Linked DNA regions of Hordeum vulgare: region 1 is linked to region 2. Evidence: chromatin contacts called from public Hi-C data. All regions are on one chromosome and are shown on one strand. Each heading gives the region's core, a stretch centred on a gene start, on an enhancer-like site or on the middle of the called end of the contact. The rest is flanking DNA. Distances are from core to core; before and after follow the strand shown.

The links. Hi-C and Micro-C count contacts between places; a contact is called where the count stands out from the background.
Region 1: a contact with region 2 is called in a Hi-C map of leaf, with 2.6 times the contacts expected there. The contact joins the promoter of LOC123412796 here to the promoter of LOC123412127 in region 2. A contact is called at or near these places in 2 of 6 Hi-C or Micro-C datasets (leaf and seedling) and 1 of 1 datasets of contacts at active chromatin or transcription factors (embryo).

What each region holds. Positions count from the first base shown.
Region 1 is chr7H:42,094,378-42,100,151 of MorexV3_pseudomolecules_assembly, forward strand. LOC123412796 reads right to left here and starts at 2,729. Exons shown (of 1, transcript XM_045105739.1): 1 at 2,154-2,729. The coding sequence starts at 2,645. The coding sequence ends at 2,298.
Region 2 is chr7H:41,831,529-41,837,174 of MorexV3_pseudomolecules_assembly, forward strand. It overlaps LOC123412127 (non-specific lipid-transfer protein 1-like), which reads right to left and starts at 3,079. Exons shown (of 2, transcript XM_045105074.1): 1 at 2,681-3,079; 2 at 2,241-2,563. The coding sequence starts at 3,048. The coding sequence ends at 2,545.

The sequences.
Region 1 (5,774 bases), core at 1,479-3,978, 260 kb after region 2:
AGTGTGCAGTTCATGTGTGCTGTGGTGCTCTAGTGATGGAGCCATGGAGGCAACATTGCCCAAAATAAAAGCTTCCCTGCTCTGCACTTGTCTCAGGCCTTGTATAATGCTAGATGTTTAAGGAGGTGTTTAGAAAAATAAACTGGATTTTTCTGAAGCATGGTGCTTATTTCTACGGAAGAGACGCCTAACTAAACGTCTATCCTGGATAAATAAATACCGATGTTTAAAAAACCTGATTTATTTCTCTAAACATTTTCCCTAAGCATCTTGCATTGTACAAGGCCTTCCTGAATGATGCTTGATCCAACGGTTTATTCCAGACGAAATCTAGGAGAGCACAAACGTAGATTGCTGAGGTGCCTTGGTTTGTCTTGCCGTTGGTGCTAGTTCTATTTTAGTGTATGATTTTCCAGTTTTATCCCAGTGTTCTCTTGGTATTCTTTTCCAACAGTATGACGACAAAGCAACGGCTTGAGCAACCTTTGAGGTTTATTGTAGCTTATGCATGTTTAGTCTTTTGTATGCTTCTTTCTCCAGATATTTGGAGGGAAGTCGAGATGCAAATGATGGAGATGGAGACGACGACTTGGGAGGACTAAACTACAACTTCCATTTCATTTGGTTTAGGAAACATTAAAATAGACCGGTAGGGAAGGAAAAACTAGGGTGGAAACCAAGCTGAGATCAAATATTCTTCCCTGCAAAGATAGATGGCACATGCTAGGCCCAAATGAGCACTTCGCGTGGCGTGGCTCATGGCAGATGCTGGCCATTCGAGGGATGTCAGGTGTGTCCTGGGGCACCGGAAACTATTACGTACATCCGGACGGATTGTCCTTTTTCTGCCACCGTGTTGTATCATGTGAAATGTTGGACATGCAGAAGCACACTGAGGGCTTTTATTCATATTTTAATATTTCAAAAAATTCTGAAAAAAAATACATAGATGAAAGTATAATGCATAAGTGTTTAAATTTTTAGAAATAAATACTCCCTCCGTTCCTAAATATAAGTCTTTTAAGATATTTTACTAGTAGTCTACATACGGAGCAAAATGAGTGAATCTACATTCTAAAGTATGTCTATATACATCCGTATGTAGTCCAGTAATGAAACTTTTTTAAAGACTTATATTTAGGAACAGAGGGAGTACGTTCAAATGAGGGCTATGCAAAAAGACAAATCTAAGGCATTTTAACGCATGATAGTATTCATCCTTCCGGACCATGAATTTGTCTTTTTTGTACAGGTTGCGTTCCAAAGTATTTCGGCCTGAAATTTCACACACACACACGAATCACACCCTTGTTTAGTTGTACAGTTTTTTTTAGACTTTTAAAAACCAAAAATTTCGAATTTTGTATTTTTTTCAAAAATTCCAGCCTCCATGGAGGCCGGGTGCCAAAACGCCATTCTCATGAGCTACCCGCAATCTAGAATAAGTACAAAAATGAGCTAAACCAGACAAGCCAAACTATGGTGCAATCAAAAGTTATTAAGAATGAACTAACTCGATTAGCTAGTTTAATAGAAGAAGAAATTCTGAACAGAGGAGACCAAAATTGATATGGTCAAGCAGCACTCAGGGAAAACAGATAAGGGGAAACCAAAAATATGACCATGCCATTTCCCTTTTAGAAAACCTTGCAAGCATGGCAGAATCCTACATCCTTCGGCACATGCTACCCCTAGGTAGCTTCAATACAACTGTACTGGAAATGTTTTCTTTTAATAGGATGGCTCAATGTTGACCTGGGATAAAAGACGGCTCAAGGTTGTTCTGAAAAAAGTTGGCTTGGGGTTGTTCTTCAAAAAAAGATGGGTCAAGGTTGTTCTTCAAAAACAGAAGTTTCAGGCTACCGCCGTTTCATATTCAATTGTCCTATATAGAAAGGGTGGTTCATGCTAAACAAAATGCATTTCACTGCAACCCCAATCCTACGAGATGACTGCTCTCAATCTCTAACATCAACTCGCCATCATATAATGTTCCCTACTCAGAGTTCATCCTCGAGTCGCTACACTCTGACTGAAAGCATGCCTAATTCAAGATACAGCCAGCAGTCACTCCAATCCAAGTTCCCACTTCATCTCCTTCCAGATCAATTTCATGCAGAGAACCTTACAAGATTACATGCGAAGATGGTATAGTACTCTGAAACTTAAGAACCGTTGTTCAGTACAAGAGCCAGATGTCTGAACTTATTCCCCAAACAGAGTAACATGGACACACGACCACCGCCATGCCATCCTTACGAGTACAAAGTAGCAGGGATCCAGGAGAAAGCTTACCCTCAGAAATCGGAGCAGCGGCCGCCGCGCTCCCAGTCGCCGTAGCGGGTGGGCTCGGGCCCGCGCGGGCCGCCGATCTCGCCCGTGGCCTCGTTTATGTCCAGGCCGCCGTCATCCTCCTCCGCAGCCTTCGTGGCGCCGGAACCACCACCGCCCTGCGCCTCGTCTGCCTCCTTCACGGCGCTCTGGGCTTCGCCCTTCTGGGCCGCAGCGGCCGGCGGCTGATCCGCGGGGGAGGCGGAGCTGGAGAACGCGGAGCGGAGGAGCGGCGAGGGGGCCGGCTTGGAGAGGCGGGAGAGAGCGGGGGCGGACGCGGAGGCGAGCCGGCGGAGGTGGTGGTTGGCCGCCATGGTTTTGGTCTGGCCTGCGTTGCTTGAGTCGAGATCGCGGCGTGTGCTCGCCGGGTCAGAAGACGGCTCGTGCGCTCGGGGGCGGTGCGCCCGTGCGCGGTGCCCACGCTGGCCACGTCGCGTACGGGCTGGCCTCGTGCATACACCAGTTCGGCCCAGGTAGAGATTGTACTGGCTCAGGTATGCTCGAAATCACTAATGGTAGAGTTTTTTATTCAAAGGTCCCTCCCATATTTTCAGGTTGGCGTACTGCATCCGTGTTACTTATTATAACCTGCAAATTTTATTTATTTCATAGATTTATTACTTCTAAACATTTTATCTCATAGATTGTGCTTTCAAATCTTGAATCGTTTTCACCATTGAATTTCTGGCTTCGAGATATTGAAAAATAGATGTCATGTTGATAGGTTTTGACTAACTTTCTTTTTCAGAAAAAAAATCAAACGAAAAAATGTTCCTCTTGAGTTTTTTTCGTTTTCGAAAGAGACACGGCCATGCCTCTTGCAGAAGCAAATCCGCGTCTTCCGGAAAAAATGCATTTTTTTATTTTCGCGAGAGGCATGGAAGCAAAATTGTGCTTCTCGAGAAAGAAAACAAATGTGTTTATTCGTTTTCGTGAGGCACGTTCGTGCCTCTCACGGAAGCAAATCTGTGTCTCCTGCTAAAGCAAACTTATGCTTCTCGAGAAAGAAAAAAGAAAGAAAACTTTTTTTTTTGTTTCGAGAGGCATGCCCGTGCCTCCTACAGAACCAAAACCATGACTCTCGAGAACAAAAATGTATTTCTCACGCAATTTTTAATTTTTTGTTTGTACAAAAGCTAAGAAAGTCCTATGAAAAATCAAAACACCGACAAAATACAAAAAACCCATCTGAAAAGCCAAAAACAGGAGCAAAAATTAAAAAATATATAAATTTGAAGGAAGCTCCCATAAGGCGACACATGACGATGACTAAGAACGCACCATGACCCTTGGAAGGCCCTCGAAGGAGCGCTCCTTAGATGGTTGCTCCTAGGTATGTCTCGCTTGTCTTCAAAAAAGGTTGTGTCTCTCTTATTGATTCTGAGAGAGCGAGACATGGTTCCATTCGACTCCCTAAAAAACCTCCATTGGATTGGTAGAAAAGGGGCTCCATTGGACCCTTATAAAAAGGATCGTGCTAGGCGCCGGCCGACCGAGCGAAAAGCCCAGCTAGTCACGCGTAAGCCCTCTAATCTCGCTCCCCTAGCTTATGGATGCTTCCTTTCCCAATCACGATCTTCCCTCGTTTGGTCAACACACGAAAAAAATCCTCGAGTCTGTGGCCCCGAACGATGCAAGCGCCCATGCCCTCCGGCCATCACGTGTGCGTTTCCAGTGAGGGCAGCAGTCTCCTGCTTCCCTCATCTTCAACGCTGTTCATCACACCTCCTGCATCATAGCACCATATGCGACTTAAGGCCGCCGCTCGTTTGTCGCGACCCTCCCTATTGTAGCAAGTAGGAATGCCGCCCGCCTCATCTCCTCCTCCTCATGCTTCATTCGCGGCATCGGCCGATCGCAAGGTGCAATGTCCCCCAACGTCTATTTCAGCATGGTCACGGTTGTAGCTTCCGCGGTAACCGGCGTAACTTTTTCTGATTTTCCATGAATGGTGGCCACGAGTCATCGACCTGAATGGCTATAGCGATTTCCGTCGCCGATTGTATCACAATCCGACAATAGTTGAAACAATATTGTCACCGTTGCCATCGCGGGACGCATCGTCAAGGTGGATGGTTGTAACAATTCTCGTAACTGGTTGTAGCAAAAGCCAAAAAATATTATATCAAAATTTTAATAATACATTAATACATTTTTAACATTTCTGAAATATATATTTTAATCTCTAACTTTTTCGTATAAGGATTACATTCTTATATTCTTAAGGAACGTTTTCTTTACAGGTGTAACATTTTTCAATTACATGATTTTCCTTTTTGCAAATATAAGTTTTCTATATGTACTTTTTTATACACATTTGTCAATTCTTTTTATAAATGAAGAATATCATTTTCTACATGTTTAACATTTTCGAAATACATGATTAGCAAATTTTGTAACGTCACATACATTTTTACCGGAACCCGTGAACTTTTGTATATACATAACGTACATATTTTATATAAATAATGAAAAATATTATGCTGGTTTAGCTTTTTCTAAATACTCTGTAAAAATATGTGCTTTTTATTTCTGTTTTTTCATATAGTTTTCTACATTTTTTGTACATATTTAACATTTGCAATACCTGACTAACATTTTTTTATAATGTCACGCAGATTATATGAAATGCGTTAAAGTGTTTTAAATGTCGCAATTTTCTTGATACTATCAACATTTTTATGAATTAAGCTAGCTGTTTTTTTTACATTGTGTTAACATTTTAAATTTCAGAACTTTTCAAAATAGTTTAATCTTTTCAGATATATGTATCCACAATATTTCAGAAAACAAGAACAGAAAATAGAACAAGGAAAAAACAAGGGAAACGACGAACTAACCTGGAACCTAACAGGGCCGATCCATATATAGCGATGGTTTGACGCGAGCGCATGCTCCATCTCACGTAATCAATCCCCTCAGTAACGAATAGAGCTGGCCAACGCTCTTTGTGTCAAAGTGTCCAGCTTTCGCATAGGGCTGGCCAACGAGAGCTGATGATAGGCTGGTCCGTGAATGTGTAGGAACGCTCCTGGTTTTAGAAACCTTCCAAACATTTTTCAGCCGGTTTTTCTAGGTTTTTGGAACCTTCAAGATGATTCCTGAACCAGGTTTGTACTCTTTTTTTTTCCTGTTTACTTTTTTTATTTCATTTTTCCTTTTTATGTTTTTCCTATTTTTTCTGTTCGAAAATTTCTAATATTTTTTCAAAGTTTAAATATATATTTATCATCATAAATTTTTATTCACAATTTTAAAAAATATTCTTGCTTGAAAAAATCTTTTGGAATTTCGAAAACAATTATTACTTTCAATTTTTTTCAACATTTCATAGAATGTTCTCATTTTTTAATTTTGTACATAATTCTGAAAATTGTCTGTGTTTTGGAAAAGTTCTGGAATTGTAGAAACAGTTGGTGTTTTCAAATGTTTTCACAATTTCA
Region 2 (5,646 bases), core at 1,829-4,328:
TGACGGGCCAGCTCATTTAAAACTGAGGCGTGCATTGCATCGATTCTGGTTTTTGGAACGTTCTAGAATGTTTCAGCTAGTTCTCCCGCTTTTAGGAATTATCTAGAAGTTTCCTGATTCGTTTATTTCTGTGTCCGTTTCTTTTTCAGTTTTGGGTTTCATTCATTTTACTTTTTTCCTTTTCCTTTTCCATTCCTTTTTCTTTTTTATTTTCCTTTCCTTTTTCGTTTTTTTCTGTTTCTCCTTTTCTGTTCTGTTCTTCCCTTTCCTATTTCTATTTTATTTGTTTTCTAAATTTATTCTTCCTTATTAAACGTTTATAAATAAGCAACGAATTGTTTAAAAAATGTGCGTGTTTTTAAATATTGTTCAGATTTCAAAAAACATTCACGGTTACAAAAATTGTAATGTTTTTGATATTTTAAGTTTATTCCTTTATTCCTTTGTAAGTTTATTTTCTTTATTTAAAGATGTTTTTGTTTTTCAAAATGTTCAATTTTTTTGAAATTATCATTGTTTTTTGTCTATTTTTACACAAATGTTCTCGTTTACAAATTTTATACCTGAATTTGTATAGTGTTCAGAAATTTCAAATATTCTTCAGAATTTCGAAATATGTAACTATTAAAAAGACTTCTCACAAATTTTAAAAAGCTTCAAGGTTTTCAAAAATTCATTGCCTATTTGAAAAAATGTTTGACTTTTCCAGCTTTTGTTTGGGGTTTAAAATAGTTCACATTTCAATTTTGTGCATAATTTCATAAGACATTCGCACGTTCGAGAATGTGTTTCATTTTTGTAATTTTTGTTTGGGTTTCTAAAAATATTGAGAAGTTGAAAACAGTTCCCCATTTTTTAAATTTTGCTCACAAATTCAAAATATGTTCGCAATTACTTCAAAAAATGCACAAATTTGAAAAACCGAATGTTTTCAATTTTCAAAATTTCTTAGGTGTTTCAAAAAATGTTCAAGCGGTTTAAAAAGTTCTCATTTTGAAAATCTGTCGATGATTTAAAAAATTATTCATGTTTTGAAAAAGTTTAGGAATTTCAAAAATTGTTCGAGATTTTCAAATTTGATCAGATTTTCAGGGAAGTATTTGTGTTTCAAGTATGTTCAGGAATTACCAAAATTGTTCTCCTTTTCAAAATTCGTTGACCATTTCAGAAAAATGTTAATGCTTTAAATTTTTTTCGTGTTCGAACATTTTGTTCGCAATTTCAACAAATATTCCCATATTTCAAAGTTTTTTTCCATTTCCAGAAAATCGTACAATAGAATTTTGTTTGCATTAAGAAATGTTCTGTTTGAACTTTTCTGTTCTGAATGTCAAAAGTGTTCATATTTTCCATTTCTTAAAACTTAAGTATGTTCGTGATCTCAGAAAAAATTCTGAAACTTCTGAAAAAGGTTCACGATTTTCATAATTTGTTTGTTTTTTCAGAAATGTTAAATTTGTAAGAAATTGTGCGTGCTTTAAAAAATTGTTTGAGATTTGCAATGTTGTTCGTTTTTAATTAAGGTAGGATATTTCAAAATAAGTTTATTATTTCTGGAAATTTCAAAAATATCGTGATTTATTCATGGATATTTAGTTCTGATACTTCTACAATTCCTTTAGTTTGGTGATGCATATCTGCCACAATTGCACTTTGGTCGTGATGGCTTTCCTCGTGCGCAAATCAGTGCGCCTTGGCAGGTTCGTATCCCTGGTATCGCCAACTTTGTTTGCCGTTTTTAACCCTCGCTCCTGTGCGCACTGTAATGGCCCGGCCCAAGTAGACTGTACATAGCCTAAATAGGAGGAGTCATAGGCTCCAGGCCCAGCTCCTGACTCTCAAGCAAAAAAACCTAGGCATGATGTGGGCTGCACATAGCATAAATATTTCGAGGCTCATATCGGGATGTGAACCAACTGTTCGCTGCTTCCGACATCGACATGCATGCAACAGTGAAACATTGACAGTTTCTCCGGACATGATTAGCGAAGGACAAAGCTGCAAATAACGCCACATTTTCTGTTCATAGAATAAGAATTAGCACGAGCGCTTATTTAATGGCAATCAGTATGTAGCGTTTTGGACTTCCGGAGCTGTACCTGGCGATTGCATTAACGTTGAAGTCATATTCAACGAAAGCAAATCTGCCAAGTTAAGTTGCCGTCAATCACGAGTCAAGTAGGGAAAGAGACTTCTTAACAGTATCCTCGAATGTGTATGACAGGGCGCAAATGATTTGCTTCCGAAAATTGCTCGAGTGGGAGCTAATACCGATTTTCTAGAATTTTACGATGGATGTTATATAACATATTAATATGGACAAGATACCGGTTACACCCGGACTAAGTTTGTAAACATTGTTTTCCAGAGTAAAAGGTCCTACTTGCGATGATCTTTATTACAAACATCGTTGCAAGCTGGATAGATTATTCAACTGCTTACTCTTTGTGGAAAAAAAAAAGGAAACATAAATCGGTCCACCACAAGTCTTGCAAGTCATCTTATTCGATGCTCTTTGTTAGGCGCCATGATTAAGCCGATACGTCAATCGGCTCGCGGAATCCTGCAAAGGCGCCAAGCATTTTTTTTTTAATCTGTTCCATTCACTTTTCGGAAAACGAAACATGAACAGGATTACTGAAGCATCACGCATGAACAAAGTTTGGAGCTCTGTACGTACCGGGAGCAGTCGAAGTTGTGGGTGGTCGGGAGGAAGGAGATACGGACGCCGCACCTGCCGGGGAGCGCGGCGGCGCGGCGGGTGACCACCTTGCCGGCGGCGACCATCTCCTTGTGGATGCACGCGCAGAGGGCGCGCTGCCGGACGAAGGTCGGCGCCATGTCCCTGATGTCGGCGAGCGCCCTGCAGCAGCGCGGCGAGAGCTTGTTCTCCACGCCGGCGACGTACCCGGCGCAGTCGCCGAAGGCCGTCTGTGCGACGGCGCAGTCGTTGTCCGCCGCCCCCGCCTCGGCGACCAGCAGGCCGCCGAGCATGAAGAGTAGCGCGGCGGCGGCGGCCAGCGCTGCGAGGTGGCGGGTAGGCGTCATGGTGGTTGCGCTGCACTTGTAGGATACGACTACGACTACGAGACGACGGGCGCTGCGTGTCGACGTGCGCAGGGTATTTATAGGGAATGTGATCGGGCGGAGATGGGAACGTTTCTCTCTTGTGCTGGATCGGCGCAACGAGCGGCGCTGGATATTATGGAATTGCAGTAGTTTTTAGGCTGTGATTTTCTTCTTCGTTTGGAACGCAAAGATTTGATCGTACGTTTTTCCTCTCTGAATATAAACTCAAATTTTCTAACCAAACTGAGAGGACAAACGCCTCATGAAAATAAAAAAAAAATACCTCAAAATACTAGGGATCGATCGTCTACATTCTTCCCAAGGATGGCATGTTCCTCCCGCCAAAAGTATGTGGATGGGATACGGATTGTGAGCACTAAAAATATCCTCAAAAATTGGGAGGAAAGGGTGGCCCCAATAACTTTATGAGCGTTGTAGCACTTTCCTTTAGGAATGCAGAGTTTCTGCTCCAGAGTTCATTTGAGCTTGATGAACAGTAAAATTCAAAAAAAAAAACTGATTTTTTTAAAAACAACATTGACAAAATTTTGAAGTACATGCAAATATTTGGCATTTTCAGAGTATCATTTTTTTTATCACGCCTTATAGAAATGTTATTTCAACCCTACTTTTTTCACTCACTTAGAACATTTGTCAATGTTGTTCACAAAATAAAATCAATTTTTTTAAAATTATTTTTGATATTCTGGATTTTACTGTTCACCGAGCTCATTTGAGCTCGGGAGCAGAAGGACACTTTCCTTTACGGGATGTGTTATTAGTATAACTCCCAATTTAGTTTTTGAGAAGTCCACTTATAATGGCAGGGCTACTATATTATTATTTTTGAGTAAGACGAGATATGCTATTACTTTGTTTCCTTTTCCGCCCTTTCCCGTGTTGGCTAGGACAAACTCATCCCCTGTAGGCTCCACTAGTGAATGCATTTGCCTTCCCTCTGCGTGCCGCTCCGTCGACCCTGGAGGAGAATCCTCGTGCCTCAACTACAACAAACAGTTGAGGTTAGTTGTATTTTGATCCTCAAATGTGTTGCTCTTGACCGGATGGGAGTGCTTCTTCTTCGAGTTGGTATTTTGAGATCGAATCCTCCTTCAGCATGTCCGCCTGGTCGGAGTCAACAAAACTCCAACGTTCCTACAGTCTCCTTGAGGCAGCAAGGTTAGGTTTCTCCTTGTGCGTGCTCGATTGTGAGATTTCGTGTCAGGTACTTTGGATTGATTCAATGGTTCAATGATGATGACTATGACTCTAAGATGCTTGTCCTTCGAGGCACGTGCGCAAAGACTTATCAACTATCATTGATAAGGTTAGACCGGCACCGGTAGAGGAATGACGACATCGACGCGTCGGTGCGCTCATTCTGACGACGATAGTAATTGTTCGGTGGCTACTGGTTAGGGACCTTGATATAATTTTTATTATATTAGGGACGCTTTGTATCTCTACTGAACATTTTTTTAATAGATGCGTCCCCTTTTACAAAGAAAAAGGGTAGTATTACTCCAACTTTCTTTAGGATAGCTCCAACTGGGCAAATACTTAGCATGGAGTTACATAAAACAGAGTCCCACCCAGGTAGGCCAGCCAATTGCTTCATTTTTGCCACCAACAAGTTGTTGTCCTGGATTTGATCTTGAGGGGTGCGCATATGCCTCGCTTACTGCAAGGTGAAAGGCAGCATCATGTGTATGTCATATATTAATCATGTATAAAAACTGTTCATGTCCTATACAAAATAGAAAGAAAAACCCGATGAATACCTTAAAAATAAAAAACAAAGAAAATCAATGAATTACAAGAAAGAAAGAAAACCAAATCAAAAAGAATGAAAATGTTGAAAACCAGAGAAACACACAAAAAACAAAGAAAACCGAGAAAAAACGAAGTAACTCAAAGAAAAGCAAAGAAGAAAAACAAGTGAAAACCAATAAATAACAACAAAAATTAAAGAAAAATAAAAAAAAATAATAGACAAAACTAATGAAAAACAATAAAAACAGAAATAAAAAAATTCAAATAAACCTTGGAAAAGAGGAAACCGGAAGAATGAAAAAAAAAACCGCAGCTGCCAACTCACCAGGGAGCGAGCAAGCGTGAACCCACGCTATAAAATGGACTGGTCCGGTATGCCACCCGAAGTTTATGGCGAGATGGGAGTTACTCTCAGCCTAGTAAAAAAAAGGAACATTAGTCCGGTTCATAAAGGTCTTTAGTCCTGTTTGGGCAACTGGAAGTGGAGAATTTGGACTAAAGGTCTATTTCTTTTTAGTCCCGCCTGTGTTATGAATCAGGCATTGCTAAGCGTTGGGGTTTAGATTTTTTTTTTATAGGAGGGGTTTAGGACGGGTCATATTTCGTTTTGTGTTTTTCTTTTCTTTTTGTGTTTACTATTGAATTCCTTTTCATTTAGGGTTTTATTTTTATTCTATGTTTTTCATTCAACTCAACGCTACGGCATATAATAATGAATGAACCATTGCACAACATCGTCATGAATATAAAGAAGTGACATCTTTCTCCGTGTTTGATCGAACAACAAGTTTTCGTATATATATT